Linked DNA regions of Mus musculus: all the other regions are linked to region 4. A link is a contact called in public Hi-C and HiCAR-type data. All regions are on one chromosome and are shown on one strand. The core of a region is the stretch at or near the end of the contact, and the rest is flanking DNA. Distances in the headings are between cores, read along the strand shown. Region 1 has its middle 66 kb from the start of Gm26144. Region 2 has its middle 5.2 kb from the start of Gm34687. Region 3 overlaps Gm34687 (a long non-coding RNA gene). Region 4 has its middle 18 kb from the start of Klf4. Region 5 overlaps Gm34687 (a long non-coding RNA gene).

Region 1 (2,745 bases), core at 171-2,670, 1.1 Mb before region 4:
TCTTGATCTGAAAACCCCGATGAAGTGTTCTAAAACCCAAACCTTTGAATGCAGACATGATAAACCAAGTTGGAGATTCCACACCTGCTCACGAATGCCCATGAACACTGTATAAGATCACATGCAGACCATGTCTGCAAAGTATATGCACAGCAAAATGAACTTTATTTAATAATTGGTCCCGTCCCCAAGACATCTCAGTATATATGCAAATATTCCTAAACATGGAAAAGTCCAAACTCCTGAATACTTCTGGTCCCAGATATTTCAGACAGGGATTGCAGTCTATAGTACTGTTATCCATTCAGCCATGATCCAACTAGCCTAACTTCAGACAGTTAATAAGAGCCTGAGCAGGGTCTCATGTCAAAGTCTGTTTGGCTTCAAATGAAGACTCCTACCTTCTCTTCCCCTGGCACTTTTCTTAAAAACATTGGGGTATGGGACATGATGCTTTGACATACATATACACTGTGAGTTGACTCCTATACTCAAGCTATGTAACACATCTATCTCTAACCATTTATTTTTGAGGTTCAACCTCCAAAATCCTACTTTTTTAAAAAAAAGCAAATTTCCAGTGTAGAAAACTATCACTGTCATATTGCTCGATGTTAGAGCCCTATATTCACCCATCTTGCATTCATGCAACATTGACTTTTGACTAACATGTGACTCCATTTTCCACTTGTGTGATCACTATCATCCTCTCTGTGTCTGCATATCTGTATTTGATTTCATAAGTTCCTCATGTAAGCAGGATCATGTGGCATTTCTGTTTCTGTGTCTGGCATATTTTATTTCTGTTTAGAGTATGGACACATATCCAGGGATCTGAAAGCATTGATTCAGTGAGAGAGAGAGAGAGAGAGAGAAAGGCACACACAGAGAAGGACAGAGATAGAGTTTTCTAGGAGGGAATCCTTGTTCAGATTCACAAACGTTCCTGACCTCAAAGGCTAAAGGGTGTCTGACTTAAGCAAGCAGTGGACTGATCATGATCTGACCTCCAAGGAACTTTCTGCTTTTATTTCCTGGTACTTCCTCTTGTTCAGAATACCTAATGAATTTCTGGAAGGTTCCCTGCCCTCTCATAAGTCCAGACCTATTTCCAGAGCCCCAAGTCACCTTGCGAGGAGAAGCCTGAGCCTTTAGTGGCGTCATGGCTTCCCAAAGAATTGCTTCTGCTGTGTGGTTCCTACCCTGGGTAGCAACAGGTAGGTAGCTGAGCTGGGGTGCTCATCTTCCCCCGTTCCTCTTCCCTTCATGCACAGGCTATGAGCCCCTAAATTATTTATCTGTGCTTTGTCTAAGAGGCTTTTGAAAACCAAGGGCAAGAGTCAGTCTTGCTCGGGCACTGTCACAGGCAAGCTGCCAGTTGAGCTGACATCAGCTTCTGGCTTCTGGGGTATCAGCTGTCGTTGCCTCCTGGGATATTCTTTTGGGACACAAGCGGAAAAGCTTGTTCATCAGGAGGTGCTCACTGGTGTCTCACATGTGAAGCCCTTCCAAGCCTTCCTCCTCTTCCTGCTCCTCCCCCTCTCTCTTCCTCCATTCCCCTCTTCCTCCTCTTAATTCTCCTTCTCCTGTTCCAGGTCCTCCTCTATTCCTCCTCCTCTTCCCTGCATTGTTGTTCTTGAGTCTCCTACTCTTTCTCTTCCTCTCTCCTCTTATTCTCCCCCCCCCCCTTACTCCTCCTTTTCTTAGGGCCTTCCTATAGCCCCTGAGTGTCCTCACTTTCATTTTATCTCCAAACTCCCTCTTCCACAAACGGTGTTTTTAAATGCAAGTCACCAAACAAAATACAAACGCTATAGACAGACTCAGCAGGGGTTTAATTCCTTGAAAGTTGAAATGTGACCTGAAACCCTCATTTCGATGTTGCTCTTGGGTAACGTGCTTTCAGCATGCAGAATGCTTTTTCATGCTTTAGGCTTTTCCTTCCCAAGTAAGCACATAGTCTGGCTAAAGTCCAGCCAGTGTCTAAACCAGGCCAAACCTGCCCCTTTCAGGCTGTCCTGGGGTTTCCAGTTGAGAAAACTCTGGGTTGCTTATTGCTAATATCATCTGGGCAATGTTCCTGGGGAGGGGCTAGCACTACCCTGTATGTCCCCAAGCCCCAGACAGAAGCTCTTGTCCTTCCATTGCAATTTCTCCTGCCCTCCTCCAACCCATAGGGCAGGACTTCCGGAGAGAGGCAACTTCCTTGAGGGAAACTGGGAAGTCACCTAGGCTTCTGCTTGTAGATGTTCTGCTGACATGGGCTGTGGACAGACAAGGACCCTTTCCCCAGGCCAGGGTTGTCTCAGACATTCTACGGTCTCTAAGAGCACTGGGTAAGCTATCAGGCTATTTGGGGTTTAACCCTTCTTGCCTTCATTCAGCAACTACTGAGTAAGCCACAGGTGCCAGGCTGAGCCTTGGAAAGCCTGGTCTCAAGGAGCTCCGGATTTTGGTTGGGAAAAATGGCAATGTAAATAAACAAGTGGGCAAAGTGTGCTAGGGTGGTCTAAGGGACTGTGAAAATGTAGGGTGACGTCACGCAATCCTCACTCCGTTTCTGTTGTTTTGTCACCCAGAGTAATCCCAAGGTTTACTAAATGCTGTGCAGGGTTGTGGGACTCTATACTCTCCTACTTGCCAGGAATAAGGATATGTTTAAAACTCCTTTGTGGGTTTATGTTCAAAAGTGGTCACCAAATCCCATGTCTGCATGGACAAAAACCAGTGCCACTTTTATTCAGT
Region 2 (2,700 bases), core at 75-2,574, 1.2 Mb before region 4:
CTCACCTCTGAAAGATTTGACATTCCAATACTATCTTCCTGGAGACCAGTTTTCCAATATTAATTGTACACAAAGTACAGCAGCCATCAACCCATCAGTCAATGAGAAGAAAACTCAGAGTGGAACACAAAGCACCACACGAGTGCACTGGGCTTTGGACTTGAAAACAACCTGCTTCTGCAAGAAAGACTATATATACATCAGACTGAATTTCGGTCCTTAATTAGGGTTGTTATTTAATCAGTCAGTTTCGTGATTCTGGTCTGATCAAATATCCTCCAGCCGCCTGCAACCTCTAAAGTAAGGAGTTTGTTATCTTGCAGGCGTGCGTGAGGTACTGCTTCCAAGGAAGGCGTGGGAGGTTGTAAGAGTGTCTCACATCCACAAGAAGTTCTCTGCGGTGGTTACTCTGATCAGATTCTGGGCTGGAGGTTTTTCTAAAGACACAACATCGTCTCAGATAAGAGAAGACTTCCAGATGCAAAGCCCCCCAACCTTGATCCAGCCTGTCCACACACAAGACTACCTACCGTAGGGCTTTTGTTCTACAAGGGAACATCCCTGCATGAAGTCAAGCTGGCATATCCACCCTGAGCACCAGAAGGTGCCAGCACAGGCTAAGCATTCAGAAGGGGTCTCTGGTTTGATTTTCAGATCCTTCTGTCCCTCAGGGTGACTCATGAGAGCCCAGACTTCCTTTCCTTTCATCCTGAGAGTGATTTCTGTCTCCCACAGGTTTTTTTGTTATTGTTGTTTGTTTGTTTGTTTTGGCTTGTGGCTCTGAGCCTAGGAAGAAACACTTATGGTTGTACTGTCAAGATTCAAGGAAGAATAACCTCCTGTTTGGGAGGGAGACCTGGCCCAAAACTGTTATCAGTGACTACATTTGCACGGTGCTTTACAGTGTGCAGGATACGTCCTTGTCCGACAGCTGATGTGATAACTGCTTTGCCCTGGCAAAGCAATGTGATGTGAAGGGCTGGATACTGGAGTCCATGGGTCATTTTCAAAATTCCATCTTCACTTAGACAAATTGTCTTTGGCAAGTGCTGCCCCCAAGTCTCTGCATATAACAGACTCAGGTCGCAAGTACTCACTCTAGAGAAATAGTTAACTGGTGCTTAGTAAAACTATTATTTCATTTGCCTATTTTCCTTTCATGCTAAATCAAGCCTGGGGATTTCTTCCTGTTAGCCGAGCTCTCTAGCACGGAGCCATATCGCTAGCCTTCATGCTGTCATTTTTATCATGCTTATGTCATCAAGTGACCTTAGCTGATCCCAGAATAGCTGGCTTAGGTCATGCCTCACTCTCTCCCTGTGCACCCTCTCATCTGCCCTTGAAGCTCCTGGCTTCACACCGTCCTCAGCCGCTCTCCTATTCAAACCCTACAGTGGGCTCTCATTTTCCTGTTCCTTAAAGCCTTAAAGCCGTAAAGCCTGGGGCCTTTGAATATTCACTACCCCCTATGCCCTAGTAATTCTCCGCCTTCTTTTCAGTTGACCCGCGCTTGCTTGTCCCCACACTCCTGGTTCACGTTCTTCACTCTCTGCTCCTAGTGGTTTTGTGGACCGAGGTGGTATCTTCCCCTCTCAGTTTGCCCATTAGAATGAATATTCCCTGATGACGTTCGTATATCTATGAATTATCACACACATTTGTGGGGTACTGTGTAAGCGCTGGTCTGAGTGAATGCATGTTGTAGAATCTCTAAGTGCAGCTAAAATCAGCACAGACTAGTGTTTAGTGATTGATCTCAGACGCTGCAAGAAGCCCAGGTTTCTACCCCCACTCTTCACATTCTCTGGGAACTCTCCAAGTTGTCTCCCAGTAGGGTCACAAAACACTGCTGGGTGATATTTTAGACAAAGCTGGACAGAAAAAGACAGAAGCAATTCATATGAATGAACCAGACTTCATATTTACAGTGCAGTAAGACCGCCAGTGGCACAAGCAGCCAGTGTGTAAAGGCCTGCTTTGAACATATCAGAAAAGATGAAATTACAGCATGACTGCCTTTGATGTCCCGTCTGTTTCGTCTTCCCAAATAGAAGGGAAACTCTGGCTCCAGGCTGAATTTTCAATGGCAAAAATAGACTAAATTCCAACCCTTAAATTATCAAAAGTGCCACATACTTGACGGGTAGCTAAGCAGAGAGCAGAAACCACCAAGTTAGTAATTAAATGGGCTTAAGTCAAATTAACAGAGACAGACATTCTCGTCTGGCAGTTACAGTCACAACAGAGGTCCCGGGAGCCCTGGATCTAGCCCTAGTGCCTGTGTATGTCAGACTTGAGTCCTGATATATGACTGTGGTTGTCATAGCGCTCTACCTCCATCTGTCCTTCTGAAAGACAACAGGGCAGTGGTTCTCAATCTTCCTAATGCTATTATCCTTTAATGCAGTTCCTCAGACACAGTTCTTCATGCTGTGATGGTCCCCAACCATAAAATTATTTGTGTTGCTACTTTATACCTGTCATTTTGCTACAGGTATAAATTGTAACCTAAGTATCTGATACGTAGGCTATCTGAGAGGTGACCCCTCACCCCTGGCAAGGAGTCAAGACCCACATGTTGAAAACCACTGCTCTAAGTGGTGGAAGAAAGACCCAGATCAAAGACGGAGAAGAAGGTAGGTCTGAAAGGAGTCAGGGTGAGGCAGGGGGCTGGATCTTCTCCTCTTCAGAGTCTGTCTC
Region 3 (2,700 bases), core at 193-2,692, 1.2 Mb before region 4:
TAAACACTGCCTGTCTTTGGGGAGGATTGTGAGTGGGGGAGTGCTTGAAACACAGCACACAGCCCAGGTGAGTTACTCTGGTGGACATCTTCATGTGACCATCTCTGCTGGCAGTAAAGATTGGCACAATGCCATACAACAGCTTCATGGTGACCCAGCGTGTGTCTCTAGGCTTGGCCCTGGCTTTTAGTTTCATTTATAAGTCCTTCCCCCCACAATGGAGCATAGGAACCTGTCCTAAAAATGCCATCTCCAGTGTGAGCTGTGCAGGCTGAGGCTGCCAACCTGGTAGGCAGGGCATGGATGACATTCTAGGGAGGTATACCCAGCAGCAGTTTTGACAAAGTAGGGTTTCAGGGGCTTAGAGTTGCAGCTGGTATACAGTAGGAGCTCAATCATTGCTTCCTAGCAAACTGTGGCATGCTGAAGTGTAACAGGAATCCTGGAGTTTATGAGCCTAGGACCACAAACAATTGGAAGTGAAGACAGGATGAGCTGTGCTGGTGGTCTGGGAAGACAGGAGACACCCCCAAAACTTTATGGGTTTTTTCCCTCCAGCCAGCAGGCTTTGTGGTGTGTGTGTGTGTGTGTATGTGTGTGTGTGTGTGTGTGTGTGTGTGTGTGTGTGTGTGTGTGTGAAGAGAAACTGTGGCAGTCACCCTGAGCTTAGTCTTATCCCTTGGGTCACGTGGTCAGCCATGATGGCGAGACTTATGATGTCTTTGCCTCTCTCATCTTCAGTCCTTGCTCTTCCTTCTTCTCGGGACACATGGCCTAAGACACCACCACCACCACCACCACCACCTCCTCCTCCTCCTCCTCCTCCTCCTCCTTCTCCTTTTTCTTCTTCTAGATTTATTTATTTATTTATTTATTTATTTATTTATTTATTTATGTGTATACACGGTAGCTGTCTTCAGACACACCAGAAGAGGGCATCGGATCCCATTACAGATGGTTGTGAGCCAACATGTGTTTGCTGGGAATTGAACTCAGGACCTCTGAAAGAGCAGTCAGTGCTCTTAACCGCTGAGTCATCTCTCCAGCCCTGCTAAGACACTTCTGAAACACAGGTCATGTCAGCATTTGCAGGTCTCACCCTTGTTCTTCTCCAGGGCTACCTGGACTGGAGAGTTCACTCTGAGCAAGATAGTCATCAGTGGTGCATATGCACTAAGCCACCCGTGACATGTGCAAAGTGTCTGTTTTCTTATCCCCCACCATGAATGGATGGCCAACTCGGATGTTCATAGCCCAGACGTTTCAAAGGATCCTTAATGAAAATAACACACAAATTCACTTAGGCTCAATTTTGTTTTTGGAAGCTCATGGACAATTTTATTAGAGTCTCAGAGAAAAACAACAACAGGGCAGGCATGCTTTAAGTCTCAGCAGCTGCTGGGGGAGAGACGGGGAGAAGGGAGGACGAGAGAAAGTCATGCTTATGAGTTAGGCATGAAGGTTAGCAAAATGGCGGCAGGCCAAGCATCTGTGTAGGGAAAGAGCAGGGTGCTCTGGAGGAAGGGAAGCCCCAAGTGTCAGAGGCTTTGGCCTATATCATAAGGAAAGAGAAAAGAAAAAAGAAAAAGGAAAAAGAAAAAGGGAAAACTTGTGCTTTTCTGAGTTAGTACCCAGACTGGTGGACAGATCCACAGTTCTGTAAGCCACCGCTAGGCTCAGCTTTTAATGGGGGTGGGGGTGAGTGGGGTGTGGGGTGTCTGTGGGTTCTGCCATGTGAGGACCAGCCATGCAAACCTGCACATGAGTATAAAACAAGGCCCCAGTGGGCAGAGATGGAACAGTCCTGGAGACAGGGCAACATCTGCGGCAATGTCCCCAGTGTACAGGGGGGCCTGACCACACATTTAAGCAAAGCAACACGAGATGCAGTCATGGTAGCATTGAATTCTTCTCCTTCGCCATCACAGGCATTGAACCCAGTGCTTTGTGCATACTAACCATTTGCTCTACCACTGAGCTACACTGCCATTCCCACAACTGTGTGTTAGTAAGCACTTGTCTCCCTCAGAGTTAATAATCTGCCACGTCCAACATGGCCTAGTGTGGAAACGTGAATGGGCTGCCCTCTTCTGGTGTGTCTGAAGACAGCTACAGTGTACACAAATAAATAAGTAAGTAAATAAATAGATTTTTTTTTTTTTTTTTAGAAGAAGAAGTGTCTTAGGCCATGTGTCCCGAGAAGAAGGAAGAGTGAGGGATGGAGATGAGAGACACAGGGTCACTGAAAAGCTTCTATCAGACAGGCTGTGTGAACCTTAGTGGAACTGTGTCAATAACACAACTGCACTCTGGGACCTCGGTTTTTATTATGCCCAGCATAGGGCGTGGGGCTAGCTGGACTATAGGAGGTTTCTGTAGGCGAGCAGTCCCAGGCTGTAAACACACAGCAGGAGGAAGCTGTAGTTACTAGCTTCTGCACACACTGCAGGCATTTGCACTCAGACCAGAGGCAGGCCTTGCCATCCTCTGAGTCACCGGGCTTATGAACTGGGGATAGGGGAAGTGGGCACATGCAGGCTCCTGCTCGCTAGCAAAGGTTTCCTTTCTGATTCAGTCATTGTCTCTTCACCCGACCGCCTCCTAAGCTCTGCAGTTTGATCTTCTGAGGGTCTGACTGTCAGTTGGTACCGTACTTTTCTGAGTGACTGAAAACCCATTTAAAGAGTCCTTGCCTGTGCC
Region 4 (2,780 bases), core at 234-2,733:
CTGCCCGTTGCTCACGTCAGACCTACTCTACAGTAGATAGTTCTTTCAATGGCTAAGGAGAAGCCTATTGGAAATCTGCTTGGATAAACAAACCCGCATTGAGTCCAGAGGTAATCATTAATGTTTCAAGGGCTAACTCACTGGATGCCCTTTTCCCTCTGATGGCTTCCAAGCACCCCTGATGATGGGTTTCGGGAGATAAACTTTCCAGTCAGCAGACTCCAATTGAGAAGACAATGGATTGGAGATGCAGAGATTAACAGGAGTTTGGGTGATGAACGATTACTCCTATCTGGTCTGTGTGAAATGAAAGGAGCTTGCAGCATCCCCAGATAGGAGTTGTTTGGGTTTCAGGCCCATAATACCCTCCCTCTCTCCACAAAGGATTAGACCCTCTCTGAACAAAGCTAGAACAGAATCGTGTGGGTCGGCCAGACTCTGGGCCTTGACCTTGCTCTGCTGTTTCTGGTCACGTGCCACTTGTTTGGGATTTTGTTTTTCTGTGTTCTTCCGAAGGGCGACTTTCCCAGCGTCAAGAGCCTTTTCAAAGTCACAAGCGAATCATCCCTTAGTTCTTCCAGGCCGCTTTGGCAGGCTTTCTCTACCTTCCCCAAACAGGACCAAGCTCCTATATAAAATTCATAAAATTCTTGGCAGGAAAGAAACCCTCCCATTGGAATGAACAGATGTTGGGCGAGTAACTTTGCCATGATGAGTTGTTCCTAATACTGTAGGTCTAAAACGTGTGAGGATGTTAGCTTGTATTTTAATGAATGTCAACAAGTTCTGGGCAGTTCTTCCATCGCTATCTGTGGCACACACATAACAATCACACACCTGAATTTCTACAGAGTCCTTGGGGATTGGAAAGCTATGAAAAAGCGAAAATGGAAATCCAACGTGCATGCTGATGTATTATTATAAGCTAACTCTCAGAAACACCTTTCCTCTCTGCCCAGCACCTGGATGGTCTACGTGCTTCTCCTGAGGCAATTAGCTTTGGGGGAATCAGCAGAGACGACCAGGGTCCCCACCCCGGAGACTGGAGTGTCAGTTGCCTGGGCTTCTGCTGGCTGCAATGCAAGCCCAGAACCAGCCTATCCACTTTGGGATTCAAAGTCGGAAATAGGGTTCCCTGTGGGGTGGGATGCGGTGCGAGCCGCTCCGCTACAGCTGGCGGAGGAGACTTGGGACTGGACTGGAAAGCGGCGCATGCGCGACCCAGTGAGCATCGGGCTCCGCCTGGAGTCCCCGCTGAGGGCAGTTCTCGCTCTGCCGGAGCGCACCAACGTATTCCAGGTCCCCTGCCACGCCCGGAAGAACTCCTTAGCGTCCCTGTTCCTCTCCAAGAGGAGGTGGAATGGAAGATCGTAGGGTGTGGCTGGCGGAAGAGCCGATCGCCCAGAGTCCGCGACGCTCTTGGGCGGCCCCGGTGCCCGGGAGGCCTGAGGGCTTGAGCTGGAGGCGGGTGCGGCGCGGTCTGCAGCGCCTCCCGCCGGTCCTCTTGCAGTAACGCGGCCGCAGGAGGGAGAGCCTAGACCCAAGCCCTAGACTGACTCTTGTACGGGATTTCTCATTTTGACTCTCATCAGTACTTGGTTTGGGGCTCCTGAAACTTGATTCCCAGGCCTCTTCTTGGCGGATGAATACTGGGAGGTCGTACGATCATTTCAGAGAAGGAGTGGGTGGGCTGCAGACGAGGACAGGGTTCTGGGTTTGTTTCTTATCGTTTTGGTACCAAGGATTAAAGACAGGATTTTGTGCATGCTACGTAGGTCTTGGACAGCAGAGCTACAACCCCCCTCATTTACCTTCCCACAGAGAAGAAATCCGACTGCCCAGGTGGGATACTGTCACCTGTGGCTGTAAACTCAACTGTCTTCTCTCTGAACTTCATTTCCTCGTTGCAAAATAGTAATGATCTTATCTGCTTCCCAAGTAAGAAATGCAAAGCCCCTAGCTGTGACATCAGCTGTCAGGGCCCAAGAGCAACAGTACTACACACACACACACACACACACACACACACACACACACACACACACACACACAAAACAGGTGCAAAGAGAGACTTTACTCCTCACACAGTCAACCAGCAGATCCAGGGTCCTTTTTTGACAACACATAGCAGATGCTCAGCGGTCTATAGATCTTTGCCTGTGGCAGTCATGTTTGCTCACTCAGGCAGCTTGCAATGCAGAAAACTAGGTTTTTAAGTGGAGTTGGGGCGGTGGCTTATATGCTGCAGCTCCTGTAATAAGGTCAGAGTACAACTTAATTTTCCCCATTTCTTTCCTTATTTAGTGTGTGTGTGTCATCTCAGACAACGTGTGCTACTGTGTTCTCAGACACTTAAGAGGGAAGAAAGTACCCACTAAGCCACATCTCAGCCCATGTAGGAAGCTCGGACTACTGGGACCATGTGCTCTCATTTCTCCTTAACACCTCTCCCACACACATCTCACATTCTTTCTGAAGTGATCGTGTTAGAAAGTGTTAGTGTACACAGACTTACCAGTTGCCAGAGGTCTTTATCCTATAACTTCCCTTGGACCCAGTACAGCAGGCACATCTCTCAGGGTGAGTTACTAGTTCCCGCTGGAATGGAGCAGTGTGCAGATTTGGTGGATTGGGGAGAGCTTGCCTTCACGCCCTTTCCCAGACTTTGACTTTATCAGAGGATACCTCCTGGGACACCTGCCACTTGTGTGCTCTCGCTAAAGGTTGGCACTTTGCCTAGAGAGGGGGGAATGGGTCTTCTTGGACATGTTCTTTTTCAG
Region 5 (2,700 bases), core at 168-2,667, 1.1 Mb before region 4:
GGTACATTGTAAAGCCTGGACTTAAAATTAGTATCAAAGGTCTGGGGTACTGACTTTGCTCCCACAGTTGTTTATTATTATTATTATTATTGTTATTATTAATTTTTGTTTTTTAAGACAGGGTTTCTCTGTGTAGCCCTGGCTGTCCTGGAACTCACTCTGTAGACCAGGATGGCCTTGGACTCAGAAATCTGCCTGCCTCTGCCTCCCAAGTGCTGGGATTAAAGGCGTGCGCCAACTACCACCCGGCTATTATTATTATTTAAAGTCAAAATATAATTATGTAATTTCTCCCTTCCTTTCCCTCTCTTTAATCCCTACCATGTTTTCCTCTGGTTCCCTTTCAAATTCATGGGCTCTTTTCTCATAATTGTCATTGTTACACATACACACTCACACAGACACACAGACACACATACACAGACACACAGACACACAGACACACAGACACACAGACACACAGACACACAGACACACACACACACACACACACACACACACCCAACATAACTTGCTCAGCCTGTTTAATATTACTATTTGTGTGTGACTACATTACAGTACATGTGGGGAGGTCAGAAGACAATGTGTGGGAATTGATTCTCCATTTCTACCATGTGGCTCCTGGGATTCAAACACAGGTCATGAGGCTTGGTAGCTCTACCTTTAGCTGATGGTCTTTCCCTCTGGCTCACATCTTGTATTTTAAATTCACTCAGTGATCCTATGAGGTAGACTCATTATACACCTAGAAAAATTGGAACTCCACAGAGACTATGTTTTGATTTAGGCTTTTATAGCCAGAGAAACGTAATAGCTGCCAAGGAGTAGGTACACAGCGATTACACCTCTGCACAGGATACTATCTCTGTGCTAAAGTTAGAGAAACAAACTGTGGCAAAACACTCACAACCAAAGGTTACACCGTGTCATAGTTCAAGGAAGACTGTGGTTTCTTGAGAGACTCAGTGAATCACTGGACTTGGGATTGGATAGCTCTGTGGGTTCCAAATGGCTTCTGCCCTTGACCAGAACTGGCTAGTCCAAAGGTACACAGCTGACCACAGGGCATTCAGACTGGTGTCTACCCAGCCACTTACTCCATTCTCCATGCAGATCTGGAGTGAGATGTAGCAACTGGCATCTGCCAGTCTTGGGCCCTTGATCTGCTGATGGAATAGAGTGGAGAAGGGAATTAAAGCAGGATTCCTTGTGTACTTTGTTGTATTAGAATGTACCTCTCTGAGACTCTTATAGGAGAAGAGAAGGAAATAGGCTTTGAAAAGAGGAATTGGATTTATGGTGCATCCCAGGGTCTCTACGATTTTGCCCAGTGACCTTGGAGTGAGGAAACCCAAGACAGCTGTGACTTGGCAGCCAATGGGCCTAGATCCAGGGATTTTGGCTTCACTCGGCTGTAGGGGTGGAACAAAAGGAGGGGGAGGCTTGTGTTTCACGCTTGCATCAGGCATTTGGAGAGGATCACTATCCTCCAAAGAGATGAAGATGAATTCTGTGTTGCCTTGGTGACATAAAGGAAAATTATCAGATCTACTTCGAATGTGAGTATTTCACAGCCGTCATTAAATTTTTGTCTGAATTTTGCCAGGAAGGCTAGAGATGCACATATCTGGGGTTTAAAACAAATTCATCATGTTTCTTAAGCAGTCGTAACAGTCTCCCTCCCTAAAAACTGTGATGGGTGGGGGAAGCGGCTCAGAGACAGCAATGACTTCAAGCTGAGCAAAAAGATTCCCTCCTTGAGTTCTTGGCTCGAATCATGCATCCACCCTGAGAAATGTACTTTGTCCGCTCGCAAGTTATTTTTCTCCATCTTCTACGAGGCTGGAGCTGGCAACTCTGTTTATTGTGCACTGAGGGATTAAGTTGCTCCTCTGTGCAGCACAATCGTCATTCAACACCAGCTCAGGAAAGCAGGAATTGGTGTTTTGATTGCTGTTACCATGGTGACCAGTGGCCTGTTAGTTTGATGACCAGCAATGCTTTAAGTAACTGTGCTGAGGACTCCGGTCTGACGGGCATGGTTTCTTCTTCCCGTTACCTCACTTCTTGCGTGTGGCAAGTAGCTCACGTCACGGTTTTAACATGCCCAGACACACTCAGGGAAGGGCAGGAACGAGCAGAGGACGTCATTCTCAGAGGCTGGATGCTGCTGTTGCTTGGTTAGGATATCCTGTGAGGCCAAACAAACCCTGTCCCTGCCATTACAGCTTCTCCTGGGACGAATCATAGACCTTTTTTCTTCTGTCTTCTGCATAGGGTCTAACCTCTCTTAACTCAGAATGCAGCCATAGGCTCTTGGAGGTCTTCATTTGGTGCCACACTTATATTCCAACTAAACATTTGGTCTCCTAGACCTTTTTCAAAGTTTGAGCCTTAGTCCCACCTAGGATCTGGTAGCCTCCGGGGAAGTCTCTTATTCCTACATGTGTCACATGGTGGCAGGTGCTCTGGCTGCCTTCCAAATGTCTCTTCTGCCATCCTCTGTCCTTTATGGCACAGAGAATGTTTGTTCCCCTTGGGGCCTTGCCTTGAGCTGAGTGTGTGCCTCCAGTAGCTATGCTTTGCTTAATTTTTTTTTTTTTTTAGCTCAACCCTCCTCAGCATCTCTATGATCCACAATTCCTCTTTTCCCAGCCCAGAATATTCTCTGCTTCTCACAGGCCTGGTTGGAAACCAGCT

What was found. A called contact is a pair of places that touch in the nucleus more often than the background predicts. HiCAR-type assays count read pairs that join an accessible place to other places.
Region 1: a contact with region 4 is called in a Hi-C map of muscle stem cells, with 2.7 times the contacts expected there. The contact joins two enhancer-like sites. A contact is called at or near these places in 1 of 15 datasets of contacts at CTCF or cohesin (the NIH/3T3 cell line), 15 of 484 Hi-C or Micro-C datasets (CD8 T cells, adipose-derived mesenchymal stem cells, bone marrow-derived macrophages and 9 more) and 1 of 9 other capture datasets (embryonic stem cells).
Region 2: a HiCAR-type map of PVALB interneurons shows a contact between it and region 4, with 7 times the contacts expected there. The contact joins two enhancer-like sites. A contact is called at or near these places in 3 of 15 datasets of contacts at CTCF or cohesin (large pre-B cells, pro-B cells and stem cell-derived epiblast-like cells), 11 of 484 Hi-C or Micro-C datasets (CD4 T cells, the HL-1 cell line, Th1 cells and 6 more), 6 of 115 datasets of contacts at active chromatin or transcription factors (PVALB interneurons, embryonic stem cells, kidney and 1 more) and 1 of 9 other capture datasets (embryonic stem cells).
Region 3: a Hi-C map of uterus shows a contact between it and region 4, with 7 times the contacts expected there. The contact joins two enhancer-like sites. A contact is called at or near these places in 9 of 39 promoter capture datasets (the C10 cell line, cranial neural crest, embryonic stem cells and 6 more), 6 of 15 datasets of contacts at CTCF or cohesin (embryonic stem cells, hippocampal excitatory neurons, large pre-B cells and 2 more), 155 of 484 Hi-C or Micro-C datasets (the 3T3-L1 cell line, 3T3-L1-derived adipocytes, the AML12 cell line and 86 more), 18 of 115 datasets of contacts at active chromatin or transcription factors (CD8 T cells, Th17 cells, astrocytes and 10 more) and 1 of 9 other capture datasets (embryonic stem cells).
Region 5: a contact with region 4 is called in a HiCAR-type map of astrocytes, with 12 times the contacts expected there. The contact joins two enhancer-like sites. A contact is called at or near these places in 1 of 15 datasets of contacts at CTCF or cohesin (large pre-B cells), 2 of 484 Hi-C or Micro-C datasets (bone marrow-derived macrophages and cortical neurons), 5 of 115 datasets of contacts at active chromatin or transcription factors (astrocytes, embryonic stem cells, fibro-adipogenic progenitors and 1 more) and 1 of 9 other capture datasets (embryonic stem cells).

Annotation. Positions count from the first base shown.
Region 1 is chr4:56,611,171-56,613,915 of GRCm38.p6, reverse strand. No RefSeq gene overlaps it. Among named protein-coding and RNA genes, the nearest start is that of Gm26144, 66 kb to the left of the region's middle. Within about 2 kb of position 1,420, at least 19 of the 459 cell types and tissues checked have an H3K27ac peak or open chromatin away from gene starts, as enhancers often do. A contact at or near this core is called in muscle stem cells, where this site is marked.
Region 2 is chr4:56,718,280-56,720,979 of GRCm38.p6, reverse strand. No RefSeq gene overlaps it. Among named protein-coding and RNA genes, the nearest start is that of Gm34687, 5.2 kb to the right of the region's middle. Within about 2 kb of position 1,324, at least 14 of the 459 cell types and tissues checked have an H3K27ac peak or open chromatin away from gene starts, as enhancers often do. A contact at or near this core is called in PVALB interneurons and cardiomyocytes, where this site is marked.
Region 3 is chr4:56,681,118-56,683,817 of GRCm38.p6, reverse strand. All of the region lies in intron 5 of Gm34687 (a long non-coding RNA gene), which reads left to right. Among named protein-coding and RNA genes, the nearest start is that of Gm26144, 3.4 kb to the right of the region's middle. Within about 2 kb of position 1,442, at least 1 of the 459 cell types and tissues checked has an H3K27ac peak or open chromatin away from gene starts, as enhancers often do. A contact at or near this core is called in uterus, where this site is marked.
Region 4 is chr4:55,513,549-55,516,328 of GRCm38.p6, reverse strand. No RefSeq gene overlaps it. Among named protein-coding and RNA genes, the nearest start is that of Klf4, 18 kb to the left of the region's middle. Within about 2 kb of position 1,483, at least 148 of the 459 cell types and tissues checked have an H3K27ac peak or open chromatin away from gene starts, as enhancers often do. A contact at or near this core is called in PVALB interneurons, astrocytes, cardiomyocytes and 4 more, where this site is marked.
Region 5 is chr4:56,643,493-56,646,192 of GRCm38.p6, reverse strand. The region is part of intron 6 of Gm34687 (a long non-coding RNA gene); the gene reads left to right. Among named protein-coding and RNA genes, the nearest start is that of Gm26144, 34 kb to the left of the region's middle. Within about 2 kb of position 1,417, at least 130 of the 459 cell types and tissues checked have an H3K27ac peak or open chromatin away from gene starts, as enhancers often do. A contact at or near this core is called in astrocytes, cortical neurons and stem cell-derived neural progenitor cells, where this site is marked.